Linked DNA regions of Capsicum annuum: region 2 is linked to region 1. The links are chromatin contacts, called in public Hi-C maps. All regions are on one chromosome and are shown on one strand. The core of a region is the stretch at or near the end of the contact, and the rest is flanking DNA. Distances in the headings are between cores, read along the strand shown. Region 1 holds the start of LOC107856468 (CBL-interacting serine/threonine-protein kinase 3). Region 2 has its middle 58 kb from the start of LOC107875488.

Region 1 (3,884 bases), core at 781-3,280:
AAGCAGTTAATAAAAGATAAATTTTAACCACAGGGTTCATCTACTTGGCTCCACCCCTGCTACTTACATAGTGAAATAAAGATCCTTCCAATATATACTTGCAATAAAGTCCCTTACTGCAAGTTGGGAACTAATGTAACTTGTGAAGAATTTTGATCTCAAAATAACCCCTCCAAAAAGTATGTTTTCTCCAAAGCCAAAGAAAATAAAAGAAAGAGAATAAAGCAGTTAATGGCAAACGAATGATGGAGCCAGGATTTTCAGCCGCTATTTTCATTAAGGGGTCCAAAATATGAAGAAGTAAACAAATGAAGAAGCTGAAGGGGGTTAAACATATGTTTATATATACATGAACGATACTTTTAACAATGTATAAACAGTGTAATTTTCCACCAAGAAGTTCATCTACTTGGCTCCATCCTGCTACGTACATGGTGAAATTAAGATCCTTCCAATATATACTTAGCTAATTCCACATAAAAGAAGCCCCTTATTGCAAGTTGGGAACAAATGTAATTTGTGAAAAATTTTGGTCTCAAACTAATCCTTCCAAAAGAGAGAAATAAAGCCGTTAATGGCAATCACGAGTCCATCATATCCAAATCCTTAATTAATTTATTTCCCTAATATTTTAAAGAATTAATTTATTTCCCTAATATTTTAAAAACTAAAGGTGAGAACCAAAGGTGACAACACCAGTTTAGCAAATTAAGTCATATATAATATACATTTATTGGAAATTAGTACTAAAAAATTCTAGAGAGAATAAAAAGCAAAGAATTATTGGGGCAATCAATGATCCAACCACCTTTTAACTTTTTGGATTATAATCAGCAATAAACCACCCTTTAGTCACAGCTTCGATAAAATTCAGTAGTATTATATCAAATCCTATAATTATGTTAAACAATTCATTTGATACTTATAAATAATATATTAATGATATCCAACCACGTCTTTTAACTTTTTAGCTTATAATCATTAGAGTAATCCAGCTAGAAATGAATCTACTCCCTCCGTCTCATTTTACTGTTCCAATTTAACATTGAGACATTGATTAAGAAACACAGTTAATAACATGATTACTTTACCATAATATCCTATTAAATGATATTTATATTTTAATTTGTAAAAAAAAATTAATACTACGGGTAAAAAAAAAAAAAAATTATCTTGGTAGAAATAACAAGTAAAATGAAAAATTAAATTAAGAAATTTGAGACGAATAAAATAAAACGTAGGGAGTGAACACGGGCAGAGCCCCCTTACTTAAGAGTTCGACAAAATTGAGTATCTTTAGCTCAAATCTATGATTTTGTTAAGAATTCATTCGATGTATATAAATAATATATCAAGAACTCAATAAATAAAAAAATTATAATTCAGAATTCATAAACTAAAAATCTGACCCCTCACCTACGCTTTACAACATAATATCCTCAGCTTTTTAGAGGATCTTCACCCAAAAAATGAAAAAAAAGAAAAGGGAAAAAAAGGCAAGAATCTTCAACAACTGATCCCACAAATTCTGACACACAAAGAAAAAGAAAAGAAAACACTCACCACCCACCCCAACCCCAACCCCCAAGAGAAAAGAATTCATTCAACAAGAAAATAAGCTTCAAATACTAAGTTACCAAGTTTCAGAATTTTGCATTCAAAAGCAGTAAAAAGTTGAAATTTTTTTGATGATTTATCAAGAAAGAGAACTCCAACAGAATCAAAATTTGAAGTCCAACTAACTAATACTTATGACATAAACGTTCTTGAAAACTTCAAAAAAGGAAACTTCTAAAACTTTTTATCAATGAAACAAAGTTCACAAGGCAAAAAGCAAGAAAAGAGGAAAAAAGACATACACTTATGAGTTGGACAGAGCAAATTTCAGTGGAACACAATAAAAACAGAGCAATCAAATCTTGAAATTCAGCTTATCAAATGTTTTTTTCTGCCTCCACTAAATCAAACAGTTCTCACGAAATTTCTGAAAGTGTAGTTTTTGTATCACAGCCACAAGTATATAAATGGTCTTTTAATAATTTTATATATACTTATTGCTATATGTGTTTTAAAAAGGATGATATATAGTTTCTTTTAGACTATTTTAAAAAGATGATTTTATTTTTAATAATATTTTAATTTTAATTTTACATAATATATTTAAAATTACTAGACTAAATATATTTATTATAATTTTAATTAAAAATTATAAAATTTTAAAAAATTATTTACTTAAACTCTATAATAAATTAAAAGCATATTATTTAAAAAAAAAAAAAAACTGGAGAAAACATCATTATTATTATTTAGTTGAAAAATGATTTTTTTCCTTTTTTTTTTTTAAACAAATTTGTGACTTTATTGCAAATGAAAATTAGGTAGTAGCTTACACACTCAGACCCAGACCAATTGTCCAAGAGCAAAAAATAGTGGAAAAATGATTAGGTTGTAGATAAGTATACACAAAAATAGACTCAATTATTTATTGACAAAAATAGAATGTGTGGACACTCCCTTACCGATGTCATTACATTCCAATTTCATGTTTTTCTCGTCTTTTTACGCCCGAGTAATAAAGTTGTTTGAATAGATTCCGGACCTAATTCATACCTTTAAAAACTAGTTTAAAGATACTAGGATAATAACATATTCAGTAAGATTTGAGAGTATTTAATGAAATTCTATAAATAAAATTTGAAAGGATAGAATATATATAAATGAAATGATAATAATATATTAAGTAAATTAAAATTCTATAAATGAGATTTGAAAGAATAAAGTATATTTAAATTTTAACTACTATCTCATAAACTATAGAGAAATATTTTTAAAAAGATCCTTGATTTAAGTGAAATAAATAAAAATATAACGAAATAGGTAACAATAAAGAAAAATATAACAATTACAGGAGGACTTTCTAAATTATATAAGGAATTCATAAATCTCATCCTAATTCACAGGGCTCTTGTTCATTAAGCCACGTAGGCGATTATTTAAGGCCTTAAAATCATGAAGGCCCCATATTTTTGTGTAAAAAAAATATGGATATTACAATCTTTTATTAGCACAAAAAAAAAAAAACTCATATTTTTTGGAGAAAAAAATCAAATAGAGTACATGAAATTTTTTTAGCACAAAAAAAACACCTTATTATTATTAGGATGTGACCATTTGAGTCATGAGATTCTAATTCGTGATAATCATTCTGATATTCTTTATTTAGATTTTTTTTTTTTTGAATTAAAGTGTTAATTAAGAGAAATGGTAAAAGTAGAAGATAACAATGAAATTGATGTACACAAATAGATTGGAAAATGACTTGATTCATTTCCTATTGCATATATTGATTATAAAATAATGTTGATGATTCTTGTTACGATTGTCTCAATCGAAGAAATTACTAGTATATATATATATATAAAGATGAAAAAAATTGTGCGTATTAAAGTGGAAAGTATAAAGAAAAAGATAATATGAGTAGTATAGACACAGAGATACAAGAGATAATCTACAGTCTAAATAGTTTTAAACTTTACATATTAAACAAGTCTTAAATATTAGTAAGAACAGTCTGTGAGACTATAATAAAATTCTATCAGAAAATTAAAAAAAAAAAAGAAGAGTAGTAAACGAAGGTGGCTGAATTTATCAGATGTCACTTCAATTTATAACATTGTGCTAGAACATATTAAAGGTAAAGATAATAACTTAGCAGATCAGCTTAGCAGATTTATTATACGAACCAACTAACGATTCTTGTTTCAGTATGCATGCAAGAAAAGGTAAAGGCAAGGCCTCAGCCTTGCCTTTCCAAAACCATTATCTAAAGACATTGTTAAGTAATACTCATTTCAGACCACATACATTGTTAGAACATCCAAAAT
Region 2 (3,562 bases), core at 92-2,591, 270 kb after region 1:
ATTATTTTTTTATGTATGAAAAATTAAAATTATATATGTATTAGTTTGGTTAGGTTTGGGTTCGGTTTGATTTTATTTTTGCTAATACCAAACCAAACCAAGAATGATCGTTTTTTATTTTGTCAACACCAAACCAATCAAACCAAATCATAAGTTGGTTTTTTTTTTGGTTTGATTTAATTCGTCGGTTCGATTTGACTTAATGGTTCGATTTGTACACCCCTGCCTACCATAAAGGTGTCAAACGTTGAAAGCTACGAAGTACAACAAAGGTATTGAAAAGCTTTTGTTTGGAAGACAAAAGGTTTTTGTTTGAAATATTTTAATAAAAAGTGTTGGACTAATGTTAAATACTGTGAAAGTTTGACATTTTAGTTTTTTCTTTTTAATTTGTAAAAGGTTCAAGGCTTACGCCCAAGAATAAAGGCGTGCCTCACGCTTAGGCGTTCATCTTTGGAGACTTTTTTCTACTCAAAGTGTCTCGATGAGTTTTTTACTTTGCCTTGCCCAAATGCAAGCCCCTAGGTGCGTCTCAGACCGCCTTTTAAAATACATTTTTTTTTGGTTTTTCATTTGGGTTTGGTATCCGCACTGGAGTCCGACTAATTCGAATTCGCGCCGCGTAGGACCCCATTTGGGGGAAGTGCTCCCTACCAAGAATTTTTCCATACCTAGGACTCGAACCCGAAACTTCTAATTAAGGAAAAGCAACCTCATCCGCTGCACTACATGATGCCTTTTAAAATACATTATTCTCTATATAATATATAAAGATTCTACGAACTGGATGCCATCGATGAATTTCTTAAAATTCATTTAAAGCATAAATAGATAACCTTTAAGGAAGTTATTATAAAATCTACCCCGTTTTAAATATTTATATAATGATGCATTGGGCATATTTTATAAAGTTCTCACCTTTTTTTTAATTTTTTTTTCAATTATTTAAATAGAATTTTGAGTTTTGATTGCTATATTTTTTATATGAACAAATTATTTTATTACCGAATAAATATGGTGATATTTTTCTCTTCTAAAATGAACAAACTATTATATTCTCATTATGTACTTACCTATGAAATTGAAGAGGAGGAAAGGGGGAGGGGAGGCGCGTTTGTGAGTTGACCCTTTTTAATAATAACGTTTCAGCACAGTTGATTAAGTGCATGCCTTAGTCGACTGAACTCCTGCAATCAAAAGTTAGCAGCAAAAAGAGAATGCAAATGAGTCGAAAGTAAATGAGACAGAAGAATTTTATACCGGTTCAAAATTATCAATGTGGTGTCTACTTTCAGTCCCTTGAATTAGATGGATTTTCTTTAGAGGTTTAATCCTTTGGCCTTGTACAGATCGTGTTGTACTGCAGTGTTCATTAGAACATAACTTTGTTCCAACCAATTGTGACAGCCTCTACTCGTACAGCTCTCTAATTTTCACTCCTTTTTTTTTTTCTCACAAGTAATCAAACAATGAATGCAAGAATAAACATTCAAATTCAAGGGTTCAGATGAAGTTGTACACTTTCCCTAACACAGAGAGATAATATTAATAGGCTTGAACAGAGAGAGAGCCGTTGAGGTGTCAATGTTGATTTGAATATAGAGAGCCATTTGAGGTGTCTTTAATGCTTGATTAGAGATTTGATTTCCTTCCTTGATTTTAGGGAATTGGAATTTCCTTTTTTCGATCCAGCTCTTTAAAAAGGGTAACCAAGGGATGTTTGCTAATCTTGGGAGTAGTAGTATCCTCAAGATTGACTGTACACGTCCATATCAGATACCACCGTGTATATATTCCTTTCATTCTTAGCCTTGATTCTTGCGCCCTTCCTTTCCTTGTGTCAAGAAGAGAGATATTTTCTTGCCTTATAAGTTTCCTTGGTTATTGGAGTATTCTTGGCGATTAGGTTGATTTCCTTTGTTATGTATGCGGATTTTTCTTTCTTTTCGGAGGCTTTGATTCTTTTACTTCTTTCCTCGTTTGATGTCGGGATGGTCCACTTCCTTGATGAGACTTCCTTTTTGATGTGCCTAATTATTTTCATCATTAAAAAGAGTTAGTTCTATCAACTAAAAGGTGTGTGTGTGTTAGTGAGATATTTTTTGATAATATAGAAGGTAACAAGTGTATTTAAAAAACTCAATTAAGATTGTAAGAGAGAAAACTTTAATTTTTCAATGACAATGGAAAATTAATATTTAAAGTAAAATTGGGCTTGCAAATAATTTGAACAGTTAAGACATATGAGTCTTATGTGACCTTCAATTCATGTCCAATGTGGCGTCCTGCATATATTACATCACATAGGATGCGTGTGTCTATTTGCTCAACTTTATATATCTACTTGTGCACGTCAAAGTTTGAGAATATAAATGTCAGTTGCCAAGTTAAAGGTCAGTTTATATATTTATGCCAAACGAAAACATAACGTTTTGGTGAAACAGGTTGGAGATTATGAAACAACCATAATACTAGAACGGGTGTATCAAATGCTAGTTGAATTGTATGTTAATAATAGGAAACCAGATTCTGTGAGTTTAATATCAAAACATAGTCTACTTCAAATATGGGTACCAGAAGCAAACCACAAGACCCTTTCAGCTAAGGGAATATTGAGTCGTTCATAGCATTAGTATACCTTCCCTATTCATAATTCATTGAGGGTTGGTGATTTGTCCACACCAGTTTAGCTTACTATGTGTTTGAAAGCCCTCGGCCAAATGAGTATTTACAGAGAGGACAAGAAATTCCATTAATAGTTGACCGTTTTAATTCTTGGAGGCACTATGAATTTAGTTGATTGCTTAAAAAGGCCCTAATGACTATTGATCGAACCTATCCAATTTTTATAGCACGGTGATTGGAATTGTTCACGGCCTTAAGGCATTACCTATGAAGAGGGTGGTTCTTCTTCCCTACTACCACTTTATAGGAAAGTGTTCTATCTAGCTAGGAGTAAATACCCGTTGAATCTTTCATATATATATATATATATATATATATATATATATATATATATATATATAAAGTTCTTCATAGGTTAGCTATTTAGAATAGAGTCTTTTGCAGGAGTTGATAAGGATCACTCTCCTTTTTCTAATGCATACCCTAAAATCTTACCAATTTTCCTTTTATAGTCTTCATAAGCAAGGAGTGTTAAGGATTTGCATACACTCAACCTCTCCAAATTCCACTTGTAAAATTACACTGGATATGTTATTGTTGTTGATCTTTTTAACCAACTATTTTTCCAAAGTTAATTACTTTCTACTTTGTCATTTTTTTTCGTGGTAGAGAACAGGTTTGATAACTTCATACAATAACAGATAATATTCTTGGAGGTATTTATATCTTTGATTTGAAGTACAACAACAATAACATATCCAGTGAAATCTCACAAGTGAGGTATGCATGGGGTTGAAATATATAATGCATTTTGGCTATATATAACTAGTATCGCTTTTCTTCTTCAGTAAGGATCACATCACACACACATATATGCAATGTATTTTCATCTTTTAGACAGTTTCTAATATTAATGTTATTTTCTGGGTTTAGTAAA

What was found. A called contact is a pair of places that touch in the nucleus more often than the background predicts.
Region 2: a Hi-C map of leaf shows a contact between it and region 1, with 2.4 times the contacts expected there. The contact joins the enhancer-like site here to the promoter of LOC107856468 in region 1. A contact is called at or near these places in 2 of 5 Hi-C or Micro-C datasets (leaf and placenta).

What each region holds. Positions count from the first base shown.
Region 1 is chr1:55,041,761-55,045,644 of UCD10Xv1.1, forward strand. LOC107856468 (CBL-interacting serine/threonine-protein kinase 3) reads right to left here and starts at 2,031. Exons shown (of 15, transcript XM_047394489.1): 1 at 1,860-2,031.
Region 2 is chr1:55,313,285-55,316,846 of UCD10Xv1.1, forward strand. No RefSeq gene overlaps it. Among protein-coding and RNA genes, the nearest start is that of LOC107875488, 58 kb to the right of the region's middle. Within about 2 kb of position 1,342, at least 1 of the 5 cell types and tissues checked has an H3K27ac peak or open chromatin away from gene starts, as enhancers often do. A contact at or near this core is called in leaf, where this site is marked.